Linked DNA regions of Mus musculus: all the other regions are linked to region 3. Evidence: chromatin contacts called from public Hi-C and HiChIP or PLAC-seq data. All regions are on one chromosome and are shown on one strand. The core of a region is the stretch at or near the end of the contact, and the rest is flanking DNA. Distances in the headings are between cores, read along the strand shown.

What was found. A called contact is a pair of places that touch in the nucleus more often than the background predicts. HiChIP or PLAC-seq counts read pairs in DNA pulled down with a chosen protein or histone mark.
Region 1: a FOXA1 HiChIP or PLAC-seq map of pancreatic cancer cells shows a contact between it and region 3. The contact joins the enhancer-like site here to the promoter of Usp6nl in region 3. A contact is called at or near these places in 3 of 39 promoter capture datasets (the C10 cell line and liver), 1 of 15 datasets of contacts at CTCF or cohesin (the G1E-ER4 cell line), 21 of 484 Hi-C or Micro-C datasets (B cells, the C2C12 cell line, CD4 T cells and 16 more), 12 of 115 datasets of contacts at active chromatin or transcription factors (CD8 T cells, the SCID.adh cell line, bone marrow-derived macrophages and 6 more) and 3 of 9 other capture datasets (adipose tissue, liver and pancreatic islet).
Region 2: a contact with region 3 is called in a Hi-C map of pre-megakaryocyte-erythroid progenitors, with 2.6 times the contacts expected there. The contact joins the enhancer-like site here to the promoter of Usp6nl in region 3. A contact is called at or near these places in 12 of 39 promoter capture datasets (3T3-L1-derived adipocytes, the C10 cell line, the HPC-7 cell line and 8 more), 1 of 15 datasets of contacts at CTCF or cohesin (the G1E-ER4 cell line), 33 of 484 Hi-C or Micro-C datasets (B cells, the G1E-ER4 cell line, the HL-1 cell line and 20 more), 5 of 115 datasets of contacts at active chromatin or transcription factors (embryonic stem cells, microglia, pancreatic cancer cells and 1 more) and 2 of 9 other capture datasets (adipose tissue and liver).

The regions. Positions count from the first base shown.
Region 1 is chr2:6,358,531-6,362,032 of GRCm38.p6, reverse strand. The region is part of intron 2 of Usp6nl (USP6 N-terminal like); the gene reads right to left. Among named protein-coding and RNA genes, the nearest start is that of Usp6nl, 38 kb to the right of the region's middle. Within about 2 kb of position 2,097, at least 47 of the 459 cell types and tissues checked have an H3K27ac peak or open chromatin away from gene starts, as enhancers often do. A contact at or near this core is called in B cells, the C2C12 cell line, the G1E-ER4 cell line and 6 more, where this site is marked.
Region 2 is chr2:6,271,138-6,274,913 of GRCm38.p6, reverse strand. All of the region lies in intron 3 of A230108P19Rik (RIKEN cDNA A230108P19 gene), which reads right to left. Among named protein-coding and RNA genes, the nearest start is that of Gm13383, 10 kb to the right of the region's middle. Within about 2 kb of position 1,388, at least 86 of the 459 cell types and tissues checked have an H3K27ac peak or open chromatin away from gene starts, as enhancers often do. A contact at or near this core is called in B cells, the G1E-ER4 cell line, the HPC-7 cell line and 16 more, where this site is marked.
Region 3 is chr2:6,320,456-6,324,336 of GRCm38.p6, reverse strand. Usp6nl (USP6 N-terminal like) reads right to left here and starts at 1,580. Exons shown (of 15, transcript NM_001080548.1): 1 at 1,383-1,580. It overlaps A230108P19Rik (RIKEN cDNA A230108P19 gene), which reads right to left. Exons shown (of 7, transcript NR_040333.1): 7 at 2,726-3,881.

The sequences.
Region 1 (3,502 bases), core at 848-3,347, 37 kb before region 3:
CAGCAGGAAGCGGGGCCTGCCAGAGCCACTGCCCCAATAGACTGCTTCACTGACAGTCTGGTTTATGCATGTTTCAGAAAGACAAGGACCTTCACAAAAGTATTTAAAATTTTAAGGAGCATTCAAACATTCTTAAGAAATCCTTTACACTGATCTACGCCATACTTTTAAGACCCAGCATCCATAATTTGTTCATGTTTCTGGGAGCTGTCGAGATGAAACCAGCAGATGTACAGGTAACAGTCACGAGAAGCTCTCCGTGACTGCGTAGACGACCTTTATTAATCACTGCATTGGTGTCTGCCACGTGGGCGAGAGCCATGCTCCGGCAGCCCATTTGCAAAGGGTAACAAGTCACTTGAATGAAGATGCTTCAGCACATTTAAATGGCATTTAAATTATATTATGCTAGTGGTACAAACAAACAGTCATTCATAGCACCAATCTAAATAAAATAACTCACTGCAACCCAAATTACTCTCTGGAGAATGTTCATAACGTCTTCTGGGCACTGTGTTTCAGTCATAAAATAATGCTAAGAATTGAACACTCCCAGTACTTAGGCCACTGATTACATTTGCCAATTATCTGTTACTTGTATGTGTACTCATCACTGATCGTAAACTGAAGAGAAGTAAACACCAGGCAAGCTCAGGCATGGATCACTGCCTTCTCTTCAAATTTACTCTTGCCAAAACTCAGTCGCGGCTTAATAAAAAGCAGTACTTTAAAAAAGATACTATAAACATACATGCTATAAGGTAGTTATTGGACATGTGTTCAAAAAGCTACTCAAAATCATTCCGAATGGAGCTAATCTCTGCTCCTCAGTGCGCAACTATTTTCTACTCCGCCTGCCCTTACAAAACCCGAGAGCAGAGATACAGTCAGTGCCTCAGTGTCTCTAAGGCTCAAGGGTCTTCATGTGCAAACCACACATCCGGTGTGTGCTTGCAATCTTGCCGTAATCTACTCTCCCGCAACAGAATGTAAGGGAGTACACACACTGTGCCTGTTCATATACGTGAGCTCAAGGCAGCTATCAACACTGTTACATACACAGTGCTATACTAATAAGTTGACATGCCATGTCATACACCATAGGCAAACATCAGTCTACAAATCTGTTTTATGGGCTTCTTTCCCACGTGGATTCAATAACCAACAACCAAACCTCACTTGCTACATTAAGTGGCACACATTTCTGATATTGACTGTGTCTGTGTTCCATTCACAGGTAAATGTTTGACAACAATCAGCAAAAACACAGAAGATAATTTAAAGAAGTGAGATGCCAGGACCAGAATCCTGTATGAAAGCGCCATCCAGAAGGTGGTGAGGGTCATGGTATTGTCGGGAGGTGAATGGTAGTAATCAGAAATGATCTGGCTGGGCCCTCTCCACTGAGACACACGGACAGAAGCAGAGATCCGCTTAGAGCACATTTGGAGATGCCATCAGAGATGGTGGAATGGGTTTGGGTTCCTGTCACTTCAGAAAGTACTTGAACATATGTAACTTTTGATATCAATAGAAATACTGGTTACCTTTCAAACCCGAATGGTTCTTCTATTCAACAAGCACACACTGAACACTTCTATGTGCATAAGTAAAATGCACATTCTGAGGGGGTTTACACACTGTCTAAAGAGGAGAGGAGGGCTCCATGAGCATTAAATATCTTCAAGCAGAGGCAGCGATGAGCTAAAACCCATAACAGACTACATGTGGATGGTAGAAAGCCAGCAACAGCAAGGCGCAGGCTAACAAAGGCATGCTCTCTGTCCAGAAGTTGGGATGCACACAGGAAATGCTTAAAGCATGGACAGAAATAGTATTCTAAACTATGACAAATGTGAAAATAAAAACCACACTTAGCTTTTCTTTCATCTGAATGTCGATACATTTGCCTATTTAACATTTTTTTTACTGCATGCCAGGTGCTGCTCTAAGCACTTAACAAATATTGACTCACTTTCTCTAGAGTTAATAATCTTATAAGAACATCTGTCCCCTTTTCACCGTGAAGAAACTAGAGAGTACCCAGAACCTGAGTAGCCTGCCCAAGGGCACATGGCCTTGTAAGCACTAAGTCTGAAAGGCAAACCCAGACAGGCAGTGAAACCAGCGACTCTGCACTGTCAGCGGACTCCACTGTAGTTACTGACACGTGTGGAGTGCAATGTAACTGAGAGACTGACACACGTTTGTCTTAGTTAATTTTAATTATTCAAATAACCACATGCGGCTAGTGGCTGCCACATGGGGAACTCGCATGACTGCCCAGTGAATCATGCTGTTCGTCTAGCGAGAGGAAGTCTTTCAGGTCATCCCTCACACTCAATTGAAGCATGTAATCAATTCAAAGGTAGCCCTTGAAAAAGCAAAGAGTTCTAAGCCATGGCTCTCTACCATGGTCTACGCAATGGCACATGAGCCAATGAGCCAATAAAAGGCTCAGGACTCTGAGATAATATTTTTCTGAGAAAAAGAAAAGCTCATATGATCTGAACTAAATATATCTCCTGAATACAGCCTTGATAAAACTTTTTATCAATTAACTTTGCCTAAAAATACACACAATTCTGACTTCAAATGTTCTATTTCTAAATTTAAAAACAAATCGCTTTGCCTTGAGTTTTCAAAATACAAGTAAACGGGCACTATCTTAGGTAGTTAGGGTTTCTACTGCTGTGAACAGACACTGTGACCATAGCAACTCTTAAGAAAGGACAGCATTTAACTGAGCTGCCCTACAGGTTCATCGCGGTGGGAAGCATGGAGGTATGCTATGCTATGGAGCAGCACTGGAGAGGTAGCTGGAGTTCTACATCCCGATCAGCAGGCAGCAGGAAGAAGACAGATACTGTGCCTGCCTTGGGCATTTGAAACCCCAAAGTACACCCCCCAGTGACACACATCCTCCAACAAAGCCACACCTAATGGCACTCCATAACCATTCAGATATGAGTCTACAGGGCCATTCTTACTCAAATCACCACAGAGGCTGTCACAGAAATGTATCTAACCGCTGACCAGGAGACCCATCAGCCACCTAAGAGACCGGCATAACATACACAACGGTGAAGCAACAGTAACGAGCTCAACAAAACACTAAGGACAGGCCAGAGGTCATCCTTGCAGGGTATCAGCCTGACCCAGCCAGTCTTCCAGTATTACGTCCCACTCAGCGCTCACAACACTCTTGGAGTCAGTCCCCAGCGTCACCCTTACTGTTCAGAACCTGACGCACACAAATCCAGGTGCCCTGTCTGTCTAGAGATTGGGCTCCTATGAGGTCTTTCCTGTTGTAATCACTCGCATAACTGCAGCACTCAGCAGTGAACCATGAAATTCCCCAAAATGACTCAGATTTACACAAGAACCTAACTTTCTGAGACGACAAAGAAATATTTATTCACTTTATATACATATGAGTGTGTGTGCAAAAAGCAAACAGTCAAGTGAGCATTAGGGACTGCTAGTGTTGCCTAAAAGGTAC
Region 2 (3,776 bases), core at 139-2,638, 49 kb after region 3:
TGAACTCACAAAGATCTGCCTACTCCTGCCTCCTGAGTATTGGGATTAAAGGCCTATGCTACCACTGTACTGCTCAGTATGATTTTAATATTGTTGTCATCAAAAGTTGCTACCACATCAAGGACCAGTAAAAATGTTAGGCAAAATAAAAGAAGCCAGTGGCAAAGACTACATGTCATCTGACTCCGTTTATTCAAAGCCCTGGTACACCCAGAGAAAATACATTGACTGTTGCCTGGAGTTGAAAAGGGATGGAGACAGCTGCTAATTGGTGCAGGATATTTGGGGAGGATGTAAAAATGTTTAAACATGGTGTGACCATTGCACAACCTAGGGAAGATGATAAAACCCATTGAATTGTACACTTGAAATGGGTGAGTTGTACAGTAGATTTATATCTCAATAAGACACACAGACTGACTCTGTGTAAGTGGGAATGGGGAGAAAGAAATGAGCAGTTAGCGAAAAGGATGATAAAAACCAGAGGGAAAAGGCTGCTTTTGAGAGAGAGTGGAAGAAAAGCTCTGGCCAAGCATTAAAACTTTTGACTCAAGTCCTATGGAGTGGACTAAAGCGTGTTCTAGAAACTGCGGGAGCCCGCGGGGCAGGGCTGAGGAGGTCTGACAGGAGGGGAATACAGCAAACACTCAAACACACCAAAGGGAAGAGTCGGAACACCAGGAAGCAGGGCAGAAGCCACGGAGGTGGGGACTGACAACGCCATAGGAAAATCTTTCTAAAATAAAGGTTAAATGGGACAGAGAGCCCCACTTTTCTCCCAGCCTCTTCATTTCCTTAACATGCCCTCCTGTGGTGTCCTACCTATCCTGTGCCCTGCCCTGTTCTCCCTCAGTTCCCTCTTCCAAGTCCCCCCCACACACACACACACATCGCGGCTACCCCCTCCTCCACCCCCATCCCTCCCACACCACCCCCACTTCCACCACCACCACACCTCCCATCCCCCCCAATTATTCCCGGAAGTCCAAACAGGATCCTCTGTCTACCAAAGTGTTCTTTCTTCTGGCTTTGATGGTTACAGCCACAGGAATACACACACAAGGAGGCGTGCTGTGCAGGGTTTCCATCAACATCCAGCTCCTGGGCAGGCTTGTCTGAGGCCCCCACAGATCTTCATGTTAAAGCCATCGTTCCTAGACAGAACCAGGAAGAAGCTAGATTCACCACGCACAAGGGGAAAGGCTCCTTCTGGAAGTCTGCTAGGCAGCTTGCAAGAACACTTGCTCGGAGCTGGCACACTTAACTTCCTCCCTGCTGGGGCCACAGCCAGTGAGACAGGGATTGTTTTTAAGGCTAGGCTATGTGGCCTGGGGCAAACCCTTTAAACTCACTTCCCCCTTCTGTTTTTCTTCCAGGTTGCCCACGGTCACCGGTCACCGCGTCATTGCGATTCCTATCACAGAGTTCTTAATTTTGAGCAGACACACCACAGTCTGACGTTTTTTTTCCCAGCGGCTGAGAGTCACAAAATGAGGCCCTGGGTCAGACCAGGACTCCAGCCTATATTTCTGTCCCTAACTCAATTCTTTTCAAATACAGCCAAGGGTGACACTTTCTGATAATGTCTTTTAAGGGCAACAAGGAAGAGCACAAGGCTACAAATCTCTTATTTTTCTACTTGAACATTTTAAAAAAAAAAAAAAAGAAAATTAACAACAAAAAAGGAACTCACAATCATATAACTGTCTAAAAGAAAAGCCCGGGGCCAGAGAATGGCTCGGGTGCTTGTGGTGAAAACAGGAGGACTCAAGTTCAAATCCCCAACTCCCCATGTAAAGGCCAGGCATGGCTGAGTAAGCCTGTAACTCCAACCTTGTGGGGCAGAGACAAGCCAGTGTAGCCCAACTAGCCCATTTCAGTCTCAGGAAGAGAGTCTGCCTCAGAAAGCAATAGAAGAAGAAATCTTATTCCTCCTCTCTGGTTTCTGCACACGTGTGCACATGTAACACACACCACACATATACATAAAACCACACACATGAAAGAAAGAGAGGGGAGAGAGAAGGAAAAGAAAGATAAAAAAGAACAAAAGAACAAGGGAGAGAGAGGAAAGGATGGGAAAGGAAAGGGGGCAGGGCAGGAGGGAGGGCAGGAGGGCCTGGCAGAAAGCAAATGTGCCTTTGTCATATGTAGAATTTCAAGGGCCTGGGAGTGCCTAGGCAGGGGAACAAGTCTCTGCCCCAACTGTTCTTCCTGGTGTAGGATGACAAGTAGGCCTGTACTGTCCCAGTGCCAAGTCCAAGGTGACCTCACTCACATTCGCTCAGCTGTGAGCATGGGGATTCACTGGTTTTATAACTATGATTCTCATTTTTGGAACTACGTTTAAAATCATACCCTCTAAGGAATTGGGTAGGCAAACATTAGAAATTGTATTGCTGAAGAAAATTTAAAGTAAGTACTGATCCACCCCAGTTCCACCCACTTTCCACAAAATTCAAAAGATAAATCTAAGAAATTCCAAGAGATGCATAATTAGAATAATTTCTGATAGCAATTCACTGTCAGGTGCATCTATTTGGTATCTAATTGCTTATGGATGTAGGCTAATCACTATACAATGAGAGATCCATAGACCTATGTTATGCCTTCTCTCTCTCTGTCTCTCTCTCACACACACACACACTCTCTGTCTCTGTCTCTCTCTCTGTCTCTCTCTCTGTCTCTGTCTCTCTCTGTTTCTGTCTCTCTCTCTCTGTCTCTGTCTCTCTCTGTCTCTCTCTGTCTCTCTCTGTCTCTGTCTCTGTCTCTGTCTCTCTCTGTCTCTCTCTGTCTCTGTCTCTCTCTGTCTCTCTCTGTCTCTCTCTCTCTCTCTCCCTCTCTCTCTCTCTCTCTCTCTTGCTGCCATTAAAGGCCTTACCATGTAAGGTAGATGGCATTCGCCTGGCCAAACAGGTTCAGAAACAAAAGCAGCTATGGCAATTTAAACATCCCAATGACTAGACAATGGAACATTCAGCCAGACTGAGTCAGGACATACTTAGTGGTAGGAGCCAGGAGAGGTCAAGCCTGGCAGTGTGGCCACTGCCACTAAGTTTTGCTCAGGCTGGAGTGCAGAAACACACCTATCACCACCAGCAGCCTCTTAGAGCCCATCAGCCCGATCTCCTGGCAGTCAGAGCTGCTGTGTGCCACTAGGAAGACAGGCAGAGGAGAGGATGTGTGGGGACAAACAGGGAGGTTGGAGTGGGAGGAAGCAGGGCAGTGGCTAGGGTGTAGCCCACAGAGAACAGTGAAACAGAAGTGGCTTTTCTGGAAGGAGACAGACAAGGAGAGCAGGACTGAGGACAGCCACCCCCTTCTCTGCCTTTGGCCTCAGTGGATCTTTATAGCATTCTACAGTGCTCAGGGTCTAGCTGACCTAGGCTTGAGGTTGGTGGGAGCAGGGAAGCAAAGGATTTAGAGAAAGGTTAAAGAAATGGGCTCAGGGGTTGAGGCTCAGTGTATAGGAGCACTTGCACAAACATGAGGACCTGAGTTCAAATCTCCAGCACCCATGTTTTTAAAAGCCAGATGTGGCTATACAAGCCTGTATCCCTGGACTGAGGGGTAGGGACAAGCACACCCTAAGAGCTTACTGGACAGCCAGTCTAGTCAAAACACTAAGCTTCTGGACTTTGTCTCAAGGGAATAAGGCTGAGAACAATAGAGGTCTTCTAACTGCATGTGTATCCATGTGGCACACACACATAATAAAAGAAGAAATGTATGCTTGGTGGAGGAGAGCATCATGGGAGCCACAGGTCACAAGGAGA
Region 3 (3,881 bases), core at 331-2,830:
GTTTACTGATTATTAAGGTGAGTTAAAGAAAGGGGAAATAATTTAAAACTCTGCCCTAGTTCCCACCACCACCGAGAAAACTTCCAGAGATTCAGTATGGGAGGGAATTGGTCACGAGTCATCTCAATCAACCGTACCGCGAAACTTTTCTGAGCTATGAAACAACTTGTCTCATAGATCTAATTACATAGGAATGGAAGAAGGGAAGGAAGGAAGGAAGGAAGGAAGGAAGGAAGGAAGGAAGGAAAGAAGGAAGGAAGGATCCACGACTAAACTGTTCCAGCAAGAATACTTTGAACACTGTCCCTACAACTTTTTCCATTCGTGTCGCAGTACTGCCCCAATTCACCGAGCCTTTCCATAAGGCACAACGCATATTAGTCTCCTTAAAAAGCATCTGGGGTAGGAGGAATGAGTGAACAGAAGAATCTACTAACGCAGCTTTATTCGAAAATGCCGTGATGTTAGCTAACACCTTGTACGCTAATTTTAAAAATAAAATTCAAAATATCTGTGGATAGCTGGAGAAATGGCTGGGCGGTTAAGAGCACTGACTGCTCTTCCGGAGGTCCTGAGTTCAAATTCCAACAACCACATTGGTGGCTCACAACCATCCGTACAGCTACAGTGTACGCATATAGATAAAATAAATAAATCTTTAAAAAAAAAAAAAGTATCTGTCGATTATACGGAGTGTGCCTAAAGAAGAGCCCAGAGATCTCGATGCTCAACATATATGAACGTCCCACCATGGAGTAAGACTTCTCTCATTCTCTGCATTAAAACACCTGCGAGCCACCGTGCTCATCCCCTATAGAAACGCCGCGCTCCCGGAGCCCCAAACTAGCCAGCAAAACTTTGCCGGGGCGCACGGATTTCCAGCTCCCTCCCGCCCGCCCATCCTCCCCGGGGCTGCTCCAAAGTTCTTGCGGCATCCCAGGCAATCGTCTCAGCGAACGAAGTTTGCCTGGGTCCTGCCCACTCGCGCTCCCGCAGGACGCAACTGAAACTTGCAAGGGAGACACGTCTCCCCGGGGACCGAAACTTGCACGCGGGGTGGGGGAGGAAGGCGGCCGGAGCGTTCCGCCTCCCCGGGGGTCTGCACGCAGCGCCGAGCCCTCTCGGCCCCCCGCCCGGCCGCTCCCGCGCGCGCGCCCGCCCGCCTGTCAATCACACCGCAGACCACCACCCCCACGCGCGAGCAACACGGCGCGCGGGGTCCACGGGAGCCGGCTCGGGCCAGGCCGCGCCGCCGCAGCGTGCCCTCTGCCCGGGGCCGGGAATGGCGGCGACCGGCTGCCCGGAGCCAGTTCCGACCTGGCCCCCTCGCCTTTAGACCCCGCCAGCCCCTGTAGCAGCGGCTGAAGAGAAAAGGAAGTTACCTCCAAGCGGTCCCGGCGGCGGCGGCGGCGGCCAGTCGCGGGAGGCCGAGAGGTCCGGCGCGGCGGCGGCGGCGGCTACCGCAGTGCCCTCCGCCCCATTGTTTCCCTTCCAGGAGGCTCCCGGCAAAGCCGAGCCCGGGAACCAGGAAGTTCCCCGGCGCGACACCTCCAGCCGCCGCCGCTATGGAAACGGCCCCCGCCTTCCCCAGGGCGGCTCTCCCGGGACCCCGCCTCCGCGCCGCCGGCCCCGCCCGCCTCACCGGCCGCCAACAGTCGCCGTTGCGGCCGCGGCCGCCGCCATCTTGGCGCGGGCGGACAGCCCCTGCCTTCCCGGCGGCACGTGCGCTGTTCCCGCGCTCCCGCCGGGCGCGCGCTCGATGGGCTGCGGGCGGAGGCCGACGGCCCGAGCCCCTCTGCATGAAGAGGGGGTCCGCCGACCCGGCGGCGCCCAGCGATCGCTCCAGAGCTACTCACGGGCTGGGACCAGTGCTGTGTCTGACACCTGAGGGCAGCCGGCAGAGCACGGCGCCTTTCGCGGATGAGGCCCGTCCGCTCGCCAGCCTTCAGACGTTGCCTACTGCACTTGGGTTTTTCTTGGACTCGGTATCCTCACCCGTGAAGTGAGAGGGAAACTGTACCTGCTTCGTGGAGTTGTTCCCCGCGCAAACAAATGCTTGGTAGTGTGTGCACAGTGAATCTGTCAACAGAGTGGCTCTGTTACTGACACAAGGTCACACAGTCAATTTCCAGGCATTTATGCCAAGAGTTCAGATCAGCACAACTTTAAGTAGGCTACTGTGTGCAAGCCTTTTGCTGCCTAAACAGTGTTCATTCCCTGGCCCATCTTTCTTTAGGTCAGCTTTTTCTGTGTCAAGAGTTTTAATCCCCACGGTCTTCCATTAAGAACTGATGTAAAAAGGGGATGATGTAAACTTCCCAACACTGTAATTTGCTGACGGTTAAATGATTTATTCACTAGAAGCAGCAAAGGTTTGGGTGTGCGAGTAGCTAAAAGGCTTCTGTCCTTGTTTCCAGGAACTAGAATTACTATAGCTGGCAACTGTGCACTGCGTTTACTCTTTCCCAGGCTGGTGAAACCTGACACTCACTGCAAACTGTGTTCCTTGAGGAATTGAGGAGAGGCAGAGTCCTGGCCCTTCCTGGGCTTGCAGACTTTAACACCTGTGACTCCTTGGGTCTTAGATGGCCTCTGAGGCCACTTCTGACTCTCAAATGCTGATTAACCAGTGAAACCCAGGGCCTTTTGGACAGACAGACAGACAGGCGCGCGCGCATCCCTTCATTCAGGTCTCCATTTAAACCAGGTTTGGAAACACTACTTTGGGTTTTGTTTTGTTTATTGATTTGTTTATTCTGGTATGTACAAATGGCACAGTTGGTTTGGTGAAAATCAGGTCAAAAGTTGGATGGTCATGGGAATTTTTTCAACACTCAAATATAAGGAATAGAATTCCAAAATTAGCAAGTCACCAAAGAGCTCTCCATTTGTGACAATGCCTACAGCTTCCAAGTCTTTGATGACAACACATGCACATACGCATGTACTTACATTGTGCTTTGAAGATTGCAGAAGTCCTCCAAAAGACACTTACTGAATTAAAGTATAACGTTTGAGTTACCGTCTCTCCGGATACCTTGGGAACCCCACAGAGGCTCAAGAGAATTCATCCAGAAATTTTACCACAAATACAAAAATATCAATGAGTTGGAGGGGCAATGCTGGACACAGCTTGCTTCACAAACTGAAGGAGAAGTTTCAGATGTGTGTGTGAAGTTTATATTAGTGTAATACTATATTCTAGACTTAACTGTCAGCACTGTCGGCCCAACTTCAGACTTAGCAGTCTGTACTATTATTCAGAAATATATTCAAGAATGAGGGTAGCTGAATTTCACTGAAAACCTACACAAATAGGAACACTTGAGTCTTGGGGTAGTCGTTTAGCAACCGCTGTCCTAAAAAAAAAAATGCATATTTAAGTTATGTCCGCCTTGTGATCCTATTCCCTCTAACATACGATAGATATCATACATGTGATTCCCCCTTCAACTGGGGGGAAAGTTCACTGTCAAAATCCCAGAGAAAATGAAAGGGGGAATAAACAGTTTGTATCTCCAATGAGAATATTCTGCAAATGCCAGCCATTTAGAACTTTCCGATCACATAACAGGAAGAGTGATGTTTGCATTTCGTTTTTAAAAGTTATGTTATACTCATGACAATACTTACAGAATATTGCCAAAGGTAAAAGTACATGTTTAAGTTTCCCACAAGACTCCATAATAACTAGGGTTAAGAGTATAATTTGCGGTGAGAACATGAAAATATAGAACATGGGGAAATTTTCAAAAGTAAACCATGCATCCTTAGCTTTCATCTTCAAAACTGCAGATCAAAGGCGCTGTTCCTAGAGTCTCCTGTAAACTGAGACCTTGCAATGTGGATCGATGGCTATGCAGTCCATTCAGGTTTGGGGA